Regions from separate parts of the Callithrix jacchus genome. Here region 2 is linked to region 1. A link is a contact called in public Hi-C data. All regions are on one chromosome and are shown on one strand. The core of a region is the stretch at or near the end of the contact, and the rest is flanking DNA. Distances in the headings are between cores, read along the strand shown. Region 1 holds the start of LOC100394720 (myosin-4). Region 2 has its middle 31 kb from the start of MYH2.

Region 1 (3,700 bases), core at 207-2,706:
TGTCCTGATGACACTATGAAATTTAGATGTATTTTCAGGGGATATATATTGGAACATTTAATGTCAGGTTTTTTTTCTTTGAAGGAGAAATGTTGTTATATTACATTATATTTTATTTCTGTGTTTGTTTTTACACCAGGCAGCTTTGAATTAACAACACACTACCATGTGGAGATTAGAATGCAGTGTATCCAGGAAACACAGAAAGATGATTGCTACCTTTCCTATCTCCTGTCTTATTATGGATTAGTTGTTTCCCAACTTGTGGGTCAAGCCCCCACAGAGCCTCAGGTTGTTGCAGGGGGTCCTTGAATCTACCCACACAGTGATCATTGCCTCAAGTTTGAAGAAGCAACATTTCTACATGAACAGTGTTTTCTGTTCTTTTCTAAATGAATATAGCTGCTATATTAAATATAAACTCATTTAAAATAATTCTTAAGTGTAGAATAGGTTTTCATGATGTATACCCTTAATGTAATACCAGAAATACATGTCTCCACATGCACAGTTAGCAGGGTTCCATTAAATGTTTTGATTCTGTGCAGGAGTCCTTGATAACCACTGACTCCAATCAAAGTTGGCAAGAGCTGGATAGACCTTAGCAGTCAATAAAATCCAGCCTCCTCATTTTACTGATGAGGAAACTAAGGCCTGGAAAGGTTAAGGGTCATTCAGTATCACAGAGATGGGTGATAAGTGGGGGTGCTGGGACATGAGTCCTATTCCGCTAAATCCAGGTTTGTTGTTAATTCCACTGCAACATGCTGTATTTCGAGATACATAAAGGCTAACTGGCTTGATCCAGACAAATAGAATCAGTGAAAAGCCTGGGTTGGCACCTAGAAATATTGACTTCCAGATAAACACATCTTGATTTTTATCATGCAGTCTCTCCGATGTATCCTTATGGGTAAAGTTGGAGTGGTAGTTCACATTAAATATTACATATGATGGTTGCATTCTTTCTGAAGTTCTAACAACATGTGAAAGAGAAGTTTCATTAAGTTTTAAGTGGCCCGAAAAGCCAAAATTTTATGAGAAGTCATTTTTAAAGAACAGCTGGCCCTGATATCCTATTCCCAATACTAAACTAGGAAATAAAATGGTAGCTTATTAAGATGTAGCAATATAGAGATTCCTTTGTTCTTTAGAGTGTAATAATAAATTATTCTTACCTCTTGTGCTATCAGATGAAGAAGGTGGCAGGCTCAAAGCAGACAACTACTGTTGAAAGAAAGAATAAAGAGAATGCAGGATTCTTCCCCCCCCCCCATTTAATCACAAAATACTAATAACTATATTGTGTACAGTGTCATCCTTAAGAATGTTGGAAAGAAAAATTAAAATTTGGGAAATAATAGATCTTCTTTAAATGAAAAATCACTGTCAGCAGGAATGTAAAACTGTGTTCTTCCACATATACATACCTTGAAGAATTTTGAGGGAGGATGGGGCAGAGGCATCTCAGCTCCACTTTTATACAGACCATTCTGCAAACACAGCAGCCACCTCAGCTGTCCTAGCCGGGAACCTACTTGGCACAACCGTTTTTGGCAATCTCTTTGCACAGTATTCACTGACTGTGGCTGTGAATGGATATAATTAGAAATATTTCTTGTCACCTATAAATAATTTGACAGAGGATGATCTAGGGTTCTTTATAGGCATTTGATAGGGGATGGGGATTCAGAGCTTCTAAGGCTGCTTCTGCAGCTTGGCTTTTGCATCATTCGTCACAGAATTCAAAGCCAGATTCCCACTTACTCCTCTGCCTATAAAATTGGTCCAACAGAATGAGCCCGACGTGAGGAGTTTCGGATTAATTAATTTGTTGGGTCTTAGAGCCATTAAGGAGTCTGGAATGAATTTAAATCTGACACTATGATTGGAAGCAGTGAGTCATGGATATTAAGACAAAATTCCTAGCCACAGTCTGGATTTTAGAAAGACCGGTGATAGATTCTTTTGAAGTCTGAAAGTCTAAATATGAAGGTGAAAGTGAATTCTCAGATTAGGCAGTGCTGATGGACCACTGGGGGAGGCATAAGGGATTTAGAATAGATATAAACACTTCTGTTCTTTTTCTGGTGGACTTTCCATGGATATCTCCAGCTTGTATGTTTTCACTGATGGAACAACAGGATGCTGTGTGATGTTCCATGCATATTTCCACTGCATAATGGAAGGAGAAACAAACATGCATTCCTAGTTCATGGGCAGACTCTCATGACTAGCTATAGCTCTAATGAGGTGGGTACTGCATATTTTTATTTAAGGTGGGAGGAAAGTCATGATATCCACAGTATTCTCCCTGTAGACTGAAAAGATGGGTGGGCCATCACATATGTCCATAATATTCATAAATTGGCCATTGGTGGTTTTGCTACATACACAGCTGTTGCTGAATAAGGCAGGAAATATACCTACTCTAAGTGTGACCCTAACTGAGATCTGGTGAGATGTTTTTGACTGTCATCTGCTGGCTTAAATTACTGATTAATGAGATCACTGCTTTCTGTTGACTTAGAATTTATCTTTAACACATTGACAGATTGAATCTTTTATACTTTTGAAATTTATTTTTATAAAATTCTATCAAATAGGTGGTCAGGATTTAAGAAAAATATCTCTGTGAAAATAACTCACAGAAGTCTAGCGACTTACCCAAAGTTTTAGGCTCTAAGCCAGAAGGAAACTTATTCTAATTTTTCTCTCAGATCATTTATTTTTACTTCTTTTGGAACTTAACATCTGACTTGCAGACATAATCAGTATGTATTAAACATATTTACTGTATTTGAAATTGAAAGATAAAAGAAGAAATTATGAATGTGAGTCCAAGATACGTAGGGTGAGTTATAGGACTATAGATAGTGAGGACTCTTAACATAAAAGTTAGAACTCTGATCAATTACAGATAGACTGATTTCTGAGATCTTGAAACCTCTGAAACAGGAGCATGATACTCTATTGGCACGCCTACCGTGGGCCACCAGGAGTGGATCAGAGGACCTTGCAGATCTTAGACAAGGAGAGAAGAGAAGCAGCACTGAATGAGGCAGTACACATTTCCCTTAGACTTGCTTCTTAAAGGATTGCAAAGAAAACACAGGAGAGTAACACGAAGTCTTTTTGTATTTGTGTAGTTCTTTCTGATTAGATATGAGTGGGAAGAATGGCTTCAATCTAAATTAGAAGAGTTATTTTGGCAGCTGTATTTAAGCAGTGTGTGTAAAAGCTGCTCACTGTTTTCTTCAGATCAGGAAATATTATAAGCTTCTTTCACCTTGCATTGCCTTATCTATTAAAACATAAATAAAAAAATCAAATACTGCTTTCACCTTACAGGATTGTATGAATTAAATTATATATACATGATATATATGTCATATATACATCACATATATATAAATATATAAATAAGATTACATATAATAAAGTATATATAATCTCCCATATGTAATATAATATAATAATTTCTGAAACATATGTTTTAACAATATGTTTATATATTCTGAAACATATGTTTCAGATATATAATCTCCCATATGTAATATAATAATATATATAATCTCCCATATGTAATATGTTCTGAAACATATGTTTCAGAAATTATTTTTATATTACATATGGGAGATTATACATACTTTATCGTATGTAATATATTTATGTTATAGTAATAATTATTACTATATTA
Region 2 (3,761 bases), core at 668-3,167, 110 kb after region 1:
TTGGAATGGGAAGGAAAAGGCTGGGGAAGGGATGTTATAGAAAAAAGATAGGATGCTAAAAGGTCATGGGAGTTGCTTTTGCTGAAGTTGTTTATCAAGCCAGGGGACCAGATGGCCAGGCTGAGGTGGAGGGGACTCTCCTCCAATTTCCCTGACTTGCTTGCCTGTTTGGCCTCTGCTGGAACTGAGCACTGGGAGAGTAGTTGCCATTGGCTTGCCTGATCCCAGGTGATTCAACACTTCCCTGGTCCCTTTTCTCCAACCATACGTTGGCTCCTGGGACCAGGCCAGGTGTTGCTCTGTGTGTGCATTCAGTCATAACTGCACACCATCAATTCAGCCCACACATATTTATCAGAAGTACAGCCGACTTTGACGTTTGTTTGGCTGAATATCACCAGTAGTCAAAAAAGTCTGGTGAATGTCAACTTAAAAAAACAAAACAAAACTATGGTAAGAGCAATTAACACAAAATCTGCCCTCTTAATTATTTTTTCTTTTTTTTTTTTAGACAAAGTCTTACTCTGTTACCCAGGCTGGAGTGTAGTGGCATGATCTCAGCTCACCACAACCTCCACCTCCCAGGTTCCATCAATTCTCACGTTCCAGCCTCCTAAGTAGCTAGGATTATAGGTGCACAACACCACGCTCAGCTAATTTTTTATTTTGCATTTTTAGTAGAGACAGGGTTTCACCATACTGGTCAGGCTGGTTTGGAACTCCTGACCTCAAATGATCTGCCCACCTCAGCCAACCAAAGTGCTGGGATTACAGATGTGAGCCACGGCACTCGGCCTACCCTCTTAAATTTTTAAGTGTAAAATACAGTATTGTTAACTATAGGCATTCTGTGGTACAGCAGCTCTCTAGAACTTACTCATTTTGCATAACTAAATCTTTATACCCATTGAACAGCAGCTCCCCATTTCCCCTTCCCTTTAGCCCCTGGCAGCCACTGTTCTGCTCTCTGCTTCTATGTGTTTGTCTAATTTAGATTCTAAATATCAGTGAGATCATGCAGTATTAGTCCTTCTGTGTCTGGCTTATTTCACTTAGCATAATGTCCTCCAGGTTTATCCATGTTGTTATCTATGACTGTATTTTCTTCTTTAAGGCTGAATAATATTCCATTTTATGTATTTACCACATTTTTCTTTGTCCATTCACTTGCCAATGGACATTTAGGTTGTTTCCATCTCTTTGTTATTATGAATAATGCTGTGGTGAACTCTGGAGTACAATCTCTTTGAGATCTTGATTTCAGTTATTTTGGGTAAATATCCAGAAGTGGGATTGCTAGCTCATTTAATAGTTCTCTTTTTAATTTTTTGAGAAATCTTCATACTGTTTTTCATAGTGGCTACGCATTTGTGAATGTCCTCTTTTGAGTAACTCTCTGCTTGCGCTGTGATTATTGCAGGTACAATTTATACTTCCCAAGACAATTTATTTTTCCCCTTTCAAATGTGGCTTATTTTCAACACTTTAGATTTATTACCTTTTGCCTTCATTTAAATGTCCATTCAGGGTAATTGAAATGTAACAGATGGTCCTTGACACTTTCACACTGTCTGTCAAAAAGCACTAGTGGAAATCTAGTATTTCAAGGAGAAGTTTGTACCCACAGTAAAGGTGGGATTATACCTATAGTCTATGAAATAGAAAGGCAGTCATTTGACGGTTCAGAATGGTAAGATATCTGCCATGTCCAAGACAAGAGAAGTTACATAAATGTGCTTCTGTTCATGGAAAACCATGAGAGTGAATGGTGATTGGAGGCCAAGTAAATTATAGAGGGAGGAGTTAAGGCTGCAGGCTGGAGAAGCTAGAGGAGGCCAGTGGCAAGAGAGGACCAGTGCAGAGTTTAGACGTGAGGACACTGGTGATGGCCTGGAAGGCTTGGAGAGTGAAATGTGAAGGAAGAGGAGGCAGGCAGGAGGAAATTCCAGTGAAATAAGATGAGAAGTGGCTCTTGCAGTGAGAGAGGACCTTATGATACTATCATATCCAGGGATGGAAGGAAGGTAATGCCAAGAGCAGTAGGGTAGATAGAAAAGGGAGAAAAGAACAGAGAAGTTAGTTTCCTGTAAACCCACCAGTGTCCTCCCTGTCTATAGAGTCCTGGCCATCAGATAGCTCACTTGGAGAGCTAGCATGTCTCGAAAGGTAACTGGATACAGAGCATCATCTGTCAGTTTACTGAAAGAGCTTGGTTTCCTGGCTTGTGAATAAACATTTACTCTCCTAAGAAAAATTAAGGAATTCTGTCTCATCCACTTAAGTCTAAGTCAGAGAACTGAAGGAATGGTCCTGCATCAAACCAAAGTGAGTCCATTTGTTTGATCAGCTTAAAGGGATATTTTCATTTGTCAAGTGTTCCAGTAATACTTAAGATATTGATAATGTGTATTTTGCTGTCAACTGGTAATAATTATAAACATGCCTTGTGAAGATTTACTCTTTATCAATTCATCCAGAGATAAGGGTCTTGGGCAAAGATTTTAAATATCCCAAGTGAAATGGCTCCAATGTTACCTTCCTGAAAGAATGAAGTAGGTTTGGATGGAGAAGAAATACCTCAGTTTAAGAAATGAAAAGTATCTGCTAACAATGAAAGAAAATATTATGTATTCTTTCTTCTTTAGAAAGAAAGAAGAAAAAAATATATTATGTATTCTTCTGGGACTTTACAGTGTTCCTTCTCCTACCGAGGCACGTCCTGAGCACAGAGTGCTAAGTAGAATATTGCCCTCGGGAGGCTAATGATCAGCCTGGTGAAAGATGGCTTGTGTTGAAAGACAAGCCACCTTCATCTGGAACTTGTAAATTTGAGCTGGGGACACATTTGTCACATAGCAACCATGAAGTAAACAGGGTGATTGCTCCCCCAGAAATAGGATTTTCATTTGCTAAGGGGGTTGGATTAGATTATCTTCCTGCCCTGGTACAGCTCTAGTCCTCTGTGGCCCATTCCTCACCTTTTAAAAATGCCTGTGGCAAGGGGTTCTCTGATCATTTTGGTGGAGGTACAGACTGAGGCAATATCTTTAAGAAGACATCTTGGAAATATCTATGAAGACTGAAAATGCAGAAATCATTTGGGCAAGAGTTCTACTTCTAGAAATTTAGCTTGTAAATTTAGTTGCATAGGTGCAATATATAAACACAAGATTTATTGTAGTGATGTTTATAATAAGATAAAACAGTGAAAAACTCTTGTATACCCATCAATGGGAGACTGAAAACTTACCTATACCCATGCAATGAACTAATATTCAATATTTAAAAGTTTAAAATAGAGCTATATATGTTCATGTATATGTGTTCTTATCCCCACGAGGGCCTATATTTTTATCTTTTTCCCCCTCTAGCATTTAAAACAGTATCTAGCACAGGTAGATACTTAGGTACCTAAGTAAAGAAAGGAATAATGAATACGTTTTTAAAATGAGTTTAAAGATGCCTACTATAAGTGCCCAAACAGCACTGTGTAATTCCCAAGGCATTTCATAAGTGGATCCTTGGTCTTTCTTAGTTATGACAGTGGTGGGTATGAATATTTTACACCACCCTGCCTTTGAGGAGTAGTTGATTTTGGATAGTAGTGAGAAGGCTTAATCTCAAGTCTTGATAACATTCTCTAGGGCTGTACAGGTGGAGATACAGATAGAGACACTGAATAGCCATCTGCAAACACCAGCCATTGTTCAGAGCATTTCACAAATGATACTCATGGATGCAGGATGCTTTGATTGTGCTTG

The links. Hi-C and Micro-C count contacts between places; a contact is called where the count stands out from the background.
Region 2: a contact with region 1 is called in a Hi-C map of skeletal muscle, with 4 times the contacts expected there. The contact joins the enhancer-like site here to the promoter of LOC100394720 in region 1. A contact is called at or near these places in 2 of 3 Hi-C or Micro-C datasets (both in skeletal muscle).

The regions. Positions count from the first base shown.
Region 1 is chr5:76,914,152-76,917,851 of calJac240_pri, forward strand. LOC100394720 (myosin-4) reads right to left here and starts at 1,457. Exons shown (of 40, transcript XM_002747910.6): 1 at 1,431-1,457; 2 at 1,179-1,227.
Region 2 is chr5:77,024,849-77,028,609 of calJac240_pri, forward strand. No RefSeq gene overlaps it. Among named protein-coding and RNA genes, the nearest start is that of MYH2, 31 kb to the left of the region's middle. Within about 2 kb of position 1,918, at least 1 of the 16 cell types and tissues checked has an H3K27ac peak or open chromatin away from gene starts, as enhancers often do. A contact at or near this core is called in skeletal muscle, where this site is marked.